Linked DNA regions of Rattus norvegicus: region 1 is linked to region 2. A link is a contact called in public Hi-C data. All regions are on one chromosome and are shown on one strand. Each heading gives the region's core, a stretch centred on a gene start, on an enhancer-like site or on the middle of the called end of the contact. The rest is flanking DNA. Distances are from core to core; before and after follow the strand shown.

Region 1 (5,117 bases), core at 2,614-5,113, 75 kb after region 2:
AGACCGATATCCTAGAAGCTTCTGGAAACTTCCTGAGGAGGTTTGAATGGGGCAGGAGTCAGCTTTCTGGCAGGAACGGAGGGGGCTCACCTCAGTTCCTGTGGAGCATGGAGAGACTTCCTTTTTAAAGGCATCTGCAGGTGGGCATCCTCTATCTGGTCAGACAGAGCTAATTACAAATCTACCTCCCCTCCTACAAGACCTCAAAAAAATCATCTCTCCTCCTTCTTCAGGGTTAGATCAAAGACTTGTAGGCTACCTCTTTCCCTCAGGCCATGCTCTCTGACTCTCTCTCTCTGGGATAGATCTAGTAAGAAGCTTTTCTGTGGCCTTGCAGGCTCTCCATACCTTACACATGGAAGCTGTGCTCATGGTCTGACCTAGTGCCTGCTTTCATGACTCCTGGCTCGTAGGTTAGGTCAGGCAAGGTCACATGGTGTGGGACTTACCCTGGGGCCCTAAAACCTTTCAAGACAGAAAAATGTTGTCATCAGAATCTGAAGGGAGTCAGAGAACACAGAGGTTCCCAAGGTCGTCTAGCAGCCCCCATAGCTGCTCATAACCACAATTCTACGTCTCCCCCGATATTCTGAGAGCTGAAGAGTCTCTCTCCCTTCAAGACCTCATTGCGCTGTCTATAGCACAATTTTCCGTATCTCCTAAGCCCCTCACACTCAAGGCCCTACTGCAGTTGCTCGTGGCAGTGACATACTCTCTCCTAATAAAGTCCTTGAAGTGTAATTTGCTGTCAGCTCCTTCCAGTGAACACATTTTCTAAGTTATAGCCGTCAGGAACTGATCAGAAAAGGCGTTTCACTGAAATGGGTTTCTAAACGGAGCTGGAAGGGGCACAGGATCTGCAAGCAAGGGATCCGATGCAGGAGCGATACAGCGAAAGGTTCTGCCACCCGCTCCCAGCCATCTCAGCGCCTCTGCAGAAGGGAGCTGACAGGCACAGAGGTGTCCTTGAAGACAAAGAAATTCATCCTGTTTCTCATGTCTGCAAACGAATGGCAAAAGGTTTCCCACCCAGTGAAGGTTCTGTGGACGGTTTAAGATGGGGAACAGAGGAGGCAGAGTGAACAACACAGAAAACCAGCAACGACGCAAAAGTCCTAAATTGTACCCAGTAGACATGTCATTAAAGTTCACTATTCGAGTCGTTTACAAACAGTGTTTATTTACCTACCGAATGCACAGACACATATGCACACTAATAGAAAGCTTATCTAGATGTATATGTCTATATATACACACACATATATCTATATATGTATATATAGTATAATATATACACAGATACAATGTATAGCATACATGTAGTCATAATTTGGAAGGAGGAGAGACAGGAAGTTTGCTGGAGAAGTTGAAGAGCTGTGGGCAGTTCCCCATTTTCCATGCTTGAGAAATGTAGGATCAATCACAGAAATACTTTCAGAAAGAGATTCATTCCAGAAAAAAGAGCTGAAACATTTTAAAGCTTTTGAGAGCAGAAACAGGGTAGAAAGAAGAGTGTTGTGAGGACCAACCCGTCTCATCATCCATTCTCAATAACCTCTCATGGAAACATGGTGCCTGGATAACGATCAGATCGAATAGCAAAAGACCCAAGTAGTTAGTTAGCCTTGAACCCCTACCACAGGGCGAAGGTGACTGGATGTATCTCATTGCCTCAGGTTTCCACCACCCTCCTGTGCGATTTTCCCACACAGGAGATTGGGTACCTTGACCTCTCTGACTCAGGATTCCCAGAGTCTTGGTTTGTGGCTGTGGTGCAGCTGTGGCACACTGCATGAAGCTGTGTGGCTCAGGTAATGTTTTGGTAGAGCGTGGACAGCAGCAAAGTGGGTGTGACTTCTAAGATGTGTGAACCCCCAGGGATGTTACTGTGGTCTCTGGGACTTGGAGGGCGGCTGGGAGTTTTCTGGCGACTACGTGAATTTTACTTGCATCAGGGTTCTGCGAACCTTCTGTCCTTGGAGGCTAGCCCTTCAATTAGTAAAGAGCACAGGGCTCGAAGTGATGGAGAGACCCTGGTGATGAAGAGAGTTTTCCAGGCTACTGTCATGGCTACACTGTAGGAAAGAAAGAACATCATTAGAGTTTAGTCTAATGAGGTGACATTAGCTAAGCCAAGAAAAAGTCACTGCATGTAAAATACAATTATCTGGAGAAGAACATGTAGGTACCCTCGGTACAGAACGCAAAAACCAATTTTGATGAAATGAGAATAAAATTCTAGGAAAGGCAGACTGGGGAGCTAGAGGCTGTGCTTTTGCTAGAAAGACAAATAGATCTGTTCTGTAACACAGGGTTGCCTTAGACTCTGTAGAAAGATGGCGCATAAATTCTGAAACAGAGAAGGCAACATCCTGAGGTGGTTCTGTGCTTGTTAAAGGAGAATGTGTGTGTGCCTCTCTCTCTCTCTCTCTCTCTCTCTCTCTCTCTCTCTCTCTCTCTCTCTCTCTTTGTGTGTGTGTGTGTGTGTGTGTGTGTGTGTGTGTGTGTGTGTGTGTGCTTGTGTGTAGGCCAGAAAACATCTTGGATATTCTTCAGGCACTGTCTACCTGATTTCTTGAGACTGGGTTTCTCACTGGCTTACAGCTCATCAAGTAGGCTAGGCTGGCCCATCATCGAGTCCCAGGATATCTCCTCTTTCCCAACACTGATTACAAGCACATTTCACAGCTTCTGGTGTCTTATGTGGCTTCCCCATGCCCGAGCACTTTACTACTGAGCCACCAATCCGGCCCATGAGAATTCTTTTAAAGATCGTTTTTCTTAAGACAGGTGGACATGGCCTGATGTAGGAAAATACCCAACTTTTTCTGAGAGATTATTATGTGCTGGCCTTTGTTTTAAGGTCCTCTTGGAAACTAGATTTTTTAGAGCCTTTTCTTTAGATTATTTTTAAATCCTTGAAACAAATCTACAGGATATGTAGTTATTGTTCAAGCGGTTAAACTCCATTTTACAAAACAGAAAATTAAGTCACAGAGAAATGACATATTTAGGGTTGTAGAGATGGCTCAGCGGAGAGCGCATTTCTCTTGGGAAATTAATTCCCAGGTTTGGTTCCCAGTACCCACACTGGGCAGCTCACAATCATTGTAAATCCAGTTCTGGGGGGAATCTAGTGCCCTCTTCTGGTTTCTATGGGAACCTGCACACACATGAAGCCTACATTCAGGCAGAAATGATCATAAAATTTAAAAAAACAAATCTTAAAAATAGAAATTAAATTATCAGCTGGAGACTATAAAGAATAACCAATCGCAGGTTGGGACTCAAATCAAAGGCTTCAGAATTCCAAGCACTTAGTATGTTTATGTTTATAAAATTAAAAATATATATCAACATGTAGAGATCGAAGCAGGAAAAAAAGATCCTTCGTCGTCGGGGTGGGTTTTTCGTTTGTTTGCTTGTTTTTAAGGGACGACTACTACACTGTATTTAGTTTTTGCCTTCTGTAGATCCAGGTCAGGCTTCCTGAATTCAACTGGGAAAAGTTAAAAGTTTCAGCTCAGTACTGAAGTCTTCTCTGAAGATGGGTTTCAGAAATCAGATCCAGGCTCCTCCCTTGTCCGCTATTTATCTTAGACCTCAGGAGGTAAAAGCAGCTTGAGATGTAACACAGCCACAAAGAAGATGGCAGTGAACGGTAATAAATAACACGACTGACACGTGGGCCCTGTGCATTAGGAAAAAAAGGAAAGCCACTCATGGCTTAGAATGGCAGAAACAACACATCTGTGCAGATATTCACCCTGGATCCATTGCAAGTCTTTTAAGGTCCCGGGCTCCGAGAGACTGAGAATGGTGAGTCAGTGGGGAGGGGAGAGAGCAGAGATAAAAATAGAAATGTTGATTGCATTGTTACTAATTCAGCCCAGCTCAACCGCTCCAGCCCGGTGAGTCAACAGCAGCGGTTCAAAGACACAAAAAGGAGAGGTGCGGGATGCTCCGTGCCATGGAGCAGAAGGGACGCGGTCACATCTGCGCCTCTCCGACTAAACAGACCCATGACACTCGGGCTGTGTGGTGTGAGTTCAAAAATGAACAAGTGGAAAGTAGCGAGGGACAAAGTGGACGCAGATCGATGGACAGCAGAGCTCTGACCCTCTGGCAAAAAGCTGCCTTTTGTAAGAATCCTGGGCAGTGGGGGATGGGCGGCAGAGCCTGAGCTTAGAGGCCAACTTCCACTCTTCAAACACAGTATTGTTTTCTCTGGGGCATAAGGCTTACTGCCATTCCAGACTGGTCTCCATGGCAGCAGGGGAGGAGGGAGAGGAGAGGAGGAACAGATGGGGGTCACGGAGGTCTTAATTCTCATGCAGGGGTCCTCCCTGCCAGCCCTTTTCTCCTTGAGGACCTGTGACACGTTGCACCTTCTCGGGGGCCCAGGAAGCCTATGGTATTGGCTCAATTCAACTGGCTAGATCTTGGGAGCCTACTTTGTGCGGGTCTTTTGCCTCTAATTGGCAGTAGTATCTGTTGAAAATGGCCAGCCTCTGCTTGGTTGGAAAGCTGAAAATGAGGAAAAGACCTAGTTTCTGTTCCCCTAAGCTTTATCTTTTCCCAGTCCCGGACTATAAGCAGCCACAATGTCGGGGCGCACGGAAAGGAGAAACGCACAACTGCTTTCTCGCCCCAGACGCTAACCTTACCCTCTGTAGCCTTAGAGTTCCTGGGCCTGTCTCCTTCTTTCTAGTTCCTTGCACGTGTATGATACTGCAGGATCATGCTAGGTCAGACCCCAACCATGAGATCCCTCCGACTGTCTTCCGGAAACCGTTATCTTGGTATTAAAAATCTGCAGTGCCTGGTCTTTCTCACTCCTAATAGTCTACTCTATCCTTTGAGTGGTTTCATGGCCTAGGGGGAACATGATAGGTAGAATGAATGAACGAACGAACGAACGCATGAAAACAAACCAGGAGACAGACACCGAAGAGCTCATTTCTGTCTCCATCTTTTGTTTCATGTCACTATATCTCATCGTTGATAATAAATTTTCTCCTGCCCTTTACCTGCAATTTCTACCAAGGTCCAGCTCATAGCTCAACGGCGCCACCTACTTCCTAGGATTCAAATGCAGTGTCCTCTACTCTCTCAGG
Region 2 (5,111 bases), core at 507-3,006:
CTGAGCTTCCCAGTCTTAAATAGCTCATTGCACGGGGTGGGGAGATAGCTCAAGGGTTCCAGCATTTGCCGTGTAAGCACAACGCCTAGAGTTAAGAGTCCCCAGCATCCATATAAATGCTTGGTAGGCATGGTGGTCCATTGGCAATTCTAGCAACAAGAGGGGTGCAGATGGGACCCCAGAGCAAGCTGGCCAGCCACTTTGCTGACTAGCTGGCTGGTCGGATTGCCAAGCTCTGGTTCACCTGGGAGACTCTGCCTAAATGAAAAACTGTGTAAACTGTGGAAAGTGTCAAGGCAGTTGTTAACAGCATCTCCATTGTGGGTCATCAGACCATCATAGACTTCTCAGGCTTGGCCATCAGTCTCAGAGATTCCCAGACACCATAACCACAGAGCTCTTGGTCCCATTCTCCATAACAAACCAAAGCACACCATAGCAGGCCTTTCACACAGCAAGCCCTCCTAGGAGTTTGTAATGGAGAAGACGAAATCTTTCCCACCACCCATCTCAGAACAGAAGGATAGGAATCCAGAGCCACCTGCCATGCCCCGGCCAGTGCCTACAGCGTAACGGGGTCTTGGTAGATGCATCTGGAGGCTGGAGGCTGTTCTGTAAAGAGGTTCAATAAAATCTTGTACAAAGACATTTTTAAAATGTGGACAGTGATCAAGGAAGACCTTTCATGTCAACTATGGCTCTCGATATGCACACACAGTAGTGCATGTGGACCTACACACATACACACACACACAGACATGTGTACACAAACATATATACCTAAACCCACACATACCACACATTTATGCACACACACACACACACACACACACACACACACACACACACACACGAGATAAGAATTTAATGTGTGTAAGTATAACCTTAGTACACCACATGCTTTGGCTTTAGAAATATTGAGCAGTGTCCTGAGAACTGTCAGATCCCCTATTTTCTGGGGATGAAAGGAAGCCAGAAAACAACAGAAAATAAGATCAAAACTACTTCTAGAGGAGGGCAACTTTTAATTTTGTGCCCCTTTCACTTGGCTCCCCAACTTTCCCCTTCCTGCTGAGCACTTCAGTCAATGTCTAGAAAAGCCGGACAAGGCAGAGTGAAAGTTTGGGGGTCGCCCAATTTGGGTTTTAATAAGCAGTCTTCGTAGCAAACACAGTAACTATTTTAGGCGAAAGTTCACGCTTAGACAGAAACAGTCAGCAAAGTCTTACTGCTATAACTTGCTCGCAATAGAAATACTGTGTTAAATAAAAAATAATGCTTAAGTTAGCATGTGGTATGCTCTATTTTTTTAATGGATAGTGCTACCCCTTCCACTAATTTTTAAAACTAAACTTGACATGGTGGTTAAAAAAGTATTCGAACAAAATGGCAAATTTGCACGAAGCCACTGGGATTAACAACCCCTACTGAAGTAAAGATTCTGCAGGAGACGCCAGGGAAGAGCTGGTTTTGTATTTTAACCTGGAGGCCTGGTGTCTTCTGTTACACACACGAAATACTTCCCTTTGAAAACAATCTTTCGCTTCTTCAGGTGACAGTCGGGTAAAGCAATGTCTGTCATTCATAACACTGAAATTTTCCTGCCTGAGAGAAGGATGCAGCACCTGCGGGCCCGGCATGTCTCCTACTCCGAGGGGAGGAGCTACAAATCTCTCTGAGGCTCTCAGGGCCCCTGCCACATCGGTCTTTCCCACACTGGCCTCAGTAGGAACAAAATTCCTCAGATGCCTGACACCAGCCAATTTGTTTTGCTTCCCCCTCCCCCCTCTCCACCTCCCCTTCTAATATGGCACATGCTGTCTGTGCCTCTCAAGGTAGCCAGGGGCCAGCAGCTCTAGCCTCCCCTTGTCTGAATGAGCCTCTTCTACTCTGTTCTGAAGGAGGAAGAGAGGGGCTAGCCATCAAATGTATGGGGAACCCAAACTTAAACACGATTTTGTTTCTTCCCCCTCTTGAGATACAGCTCTGGCGCATCTCGAACTTGTGACTCTTTGGGATTACAGCCTGTGCCACAGCGTCTGGTTTAAGAATTATTTACATATTACAGAATACTTAACAAGATTCCTGAGGAGTGAAGGAAGCAAGCAAGTGGAAAGCAAAACCTAAAGGGCCTAGGAAAGCCATGCCTCATGTACCGCCAAGTCATGCCACATGTACCGCAGAGGAAAACTACTCAGGGTAGAGGAATGGAGGGACAGGAGTGGGGCACAGGGCACAAGGAGCAGGGCACAGGGCACAAGAAGTGGGAGGCGATTGTCCCCTCCAAGCAGCTGTAAATCTTCACTTTAGACATGGAGGGTGGGACATATGGGTTTAGATATACAGTGATTACCTAGCAAGGGCTTGGATTTTATCTTCAATACCAGAGAGAGAGAGAGAGAGAGAGAGAGAGAGAGAGAGAGAGAGAGAGAGAGAAGAAGGAGGAGGAGGAGGAGGAAGGGAGGAAGGGAGGAAGGGAGGAAGGGAGGAAGGGAGGAAGGGAGGGGAAGAAGAAAGAAAAAAAGGAAAGGGAAAAGAAAAACAATAATAATGCCCCCTCCCAAACATTGTAGGTAATATTTATTCCTTGTCCACATTATCAGTCTTATGCCTGATACTTAAAAAAACTGGTGTGTGTGTGTGTGTGTGTGTGTGTGTGTGTGTGTGTGTGTGTGTATGGTGCCTCATAGTCCAGGTCAGGAAGGGTTTGGAGTCTTCTGCTACCACTCTGCACTTTTGAAGACAGCGTCCCCCACTGAACCTGGAGCCGGTTGACTGGTGAGACTGGACGGCTGGAAGCCCTCTATCCATCTCTGCTCAGTCTCTCTAGGGTTGGGTTTACAGTCGTGCACTGCTCTGCCCAGCTTACCAGTAAGTCCTTTACTCGCAGAGCTATCTCCCCAGCCATTTTGCCTGATACCTTTTAAGAGCACTGGGAGCATTGAGATCTCTATGGAGTCTTTGCAGAGCTAAGGACAAAGAAACCCCCCAGCAACATTGCCTAGTACCTTAAGCTTCTATGTCCTCACGGGCTTTTGTGAATGTGCTTCTATCCCTTTCTACTGTCTGGAGGCTGATGGGGGAGGCACTTTGGAATTGAGGATCAGAGGTTGGGATAAAAGGGGAAGACACGACCCATCTTGGGCTTTGCAGTCTCTATGCCTCTTATTCAGCCTACAGTGGCTAGAAGGAAATGGTCTAACGGGAGACTTAATTCCAGGAGGGGCTAAGATTCTCAGAGGAACTCAGCTCAGGGGGAAGAGAGAAGATAGCAACACACATACATGGGAATGACTGAAACTGGAGGCAGGGGAGTATAGGAGAGGAACTTGCCTGGGGTAAGATCAAGAATAGATGCTAGCTGGGGACACAGTTACATCTTTGTCCTCAAAATCATGTTAAGGTCTGGCTCGATGCAATGTTACTTTAAAAAAAAAAAGGCTATGCTTTCTTTCTGGGATTCCAATGGAACTTCCCTTCCTCCCCAAACCAGTCTAAACTTCCTTGGGGAATTGGGCAATTTGAAGTGTCAGCTCCTTAGATTGTGAGAAGGGCAGTTAGGCTGGGAGGAATGGAGAAGGGTCTCAATTCTAACAGGGTAGTCTGCTGGCAGCCATTTTGAAAGTCGGCAAAACACAACCTGACTTTGATTTGTTGGCCCCAGACGACAGCTTGTCTTGGTGACTCAGTGTGAACACTATTTCAGTTCCTGCATCTTGGTGAGCAGAGGGCGGGTAAGACGTGCAAATATATGAGCCCTTCCTTTAAAGTCCTAAAGAGTACGTATGCTTTTGTCTGAGTCCCCCAGTGTAACCAAACAATCCAGCATTTCTACAGGGAGTTCAATATCTGTCCATCCATCTATCTGTCTGTCTCTTGAGTGTGTGTGTGTGTATGTGTGTGTGTGTAGATTAGCATGTATGGAGGCTGGAGGACAACCTCATGTGTTTATCACGGACCACCACTTTCCTCTTTTGAGACAGGTCTCTCAACGGTCTGGTTCTCAGCAAGGCAGCTGCACTGGTTGGCTAGTGTGCCCCAGTGAACCGACTGTATCTGCATCCCCAGATTACAGTCTCGTGATACCATGTAGACCTTTTTAATGTGGGCTCTGGGTATCAAACTCAGGTCCTCTCGCAAGGACTTTACTGGTTAACCCATGTAACCAGCTCTGTAGCAAATATTTTCTCTCCAGAAAAGATTAGCAATTTACTCTAAGTGTGTGTGTGTGTGTGTGTGTGTGTGTGTGTGTGTGTGTGTGTACCAAGGAATGTTTTCAAGAATATATTTCTGATTTTAAAAATTAATGGTAATGTTTGGGGCAATGCTTGGATCTGACCTTATGTTTTTAATTTAAATTTTACATTTTTATGGGTATGAGTGCTTTGCCTGCATGTGTGTGTATACCTCACATGTGTTCCTGGTGCCCGTGGGGTCAGAGGATTCCCTGAAATTGGAGTTACGGATGGTTGTGAGTTGCCATGTGGGAGCTGGCACTTGGGTCCTCTGGAAGAGCAACTAGAGCTCTGGACGGTTGAGCTCTCTCCAGCCCCTACGCTTTTACTTTTGAGGTTTCTTTGCATTTCTACAGATTTGTTAAAAAGAAGCATACAGATGCTAAAATGTTGAAAAGCTTTCGCTAAAAGTCATTATCCCTCAGGTACCTCAGGGCCAAGACATAGGTTGGGCAGCGTGATCAGGGGGCAGCGTGATCAGGGATGTGCACACAGCCCCTGCCTTATCCGTTTTCTCACAGAGCCAAATGGGACTCTGACTTTTCTAGGCCTGGGCCCCGTAGACACTGTCCTGAAGGCACTTGAATTATCATCATCATCGTTGTCATTGTCGTTGTCATCATCATTGTCATCATCACCACCACCACCACTACCACCATCATCATTATGGCTCATGATCTCTGGCTACTATGTATGGGATAGAGAGACCCCACCAGAGGAATTTGAAAGACTGGAGTCTTCAGGACATGTGAGGGACTCCACCCTAAGGCCATGTTCATGTTCTACAATTTGTACAAACACTTCTGAGCAAATGCTGTCTTCATGTGGAATCCTCGAAGCAGAGGCAGCAGTGTTAATTGGTGAGGTTTCCACTCA

The links. A called contact is a pair of places that touch in the nucleus more often than the background predicts.
Region 1: a Hi-C map of the A7r5 cell line shows a contact between it and region 2, with 4 times the contacts expected there. The contact joins two enhancer-like sites. A contact is called at or near these places in 11 of 12 Hi-C or Micro-C datasets (the A7r5 cell line, the Rat2 cell line, Schwann cells and 7 more).

The regions. Positions count from the first base shown.
Region 1 is chr2:137,967,353-137,972,469 of GRCr8, forward strand. The region is part of intron 2 of Maml3 (mastermind-like transcriptional coactivator 3); the gene reads right to left. Among named protein-coding and RNA genes, the nearest start is that of Mgst2, 130 kb to the left of the region's middle. Within about 2 kb of position 3,864, at least 55 of the 93 cell types and tissues checked have an H3K27ac peak or open chromatin away from gene starts, as enhancers often do. A contact at or near this core is called in the A7r5 cell line, where this site is marked.
Region 2 is chr2:137,894,090-137,899,200 of GRCr8, forward strand. All of the region lies in intron 2 of Maml3 (mastermind-like transcriptional coactivator 3), which reads right to left. Among named protein-coding and RNA genes, the nearest start is that of Mgst2, 52 kb to the left of the region's middle. Within about 2 kb of position 1,757, at least 1 of the 93 cell types and tissues checked has an H3K27ac peak or open chromatin away from gene starts, as enhancers often do. A contact at or near this core is called in the A7r5 cell line, where this site is marked.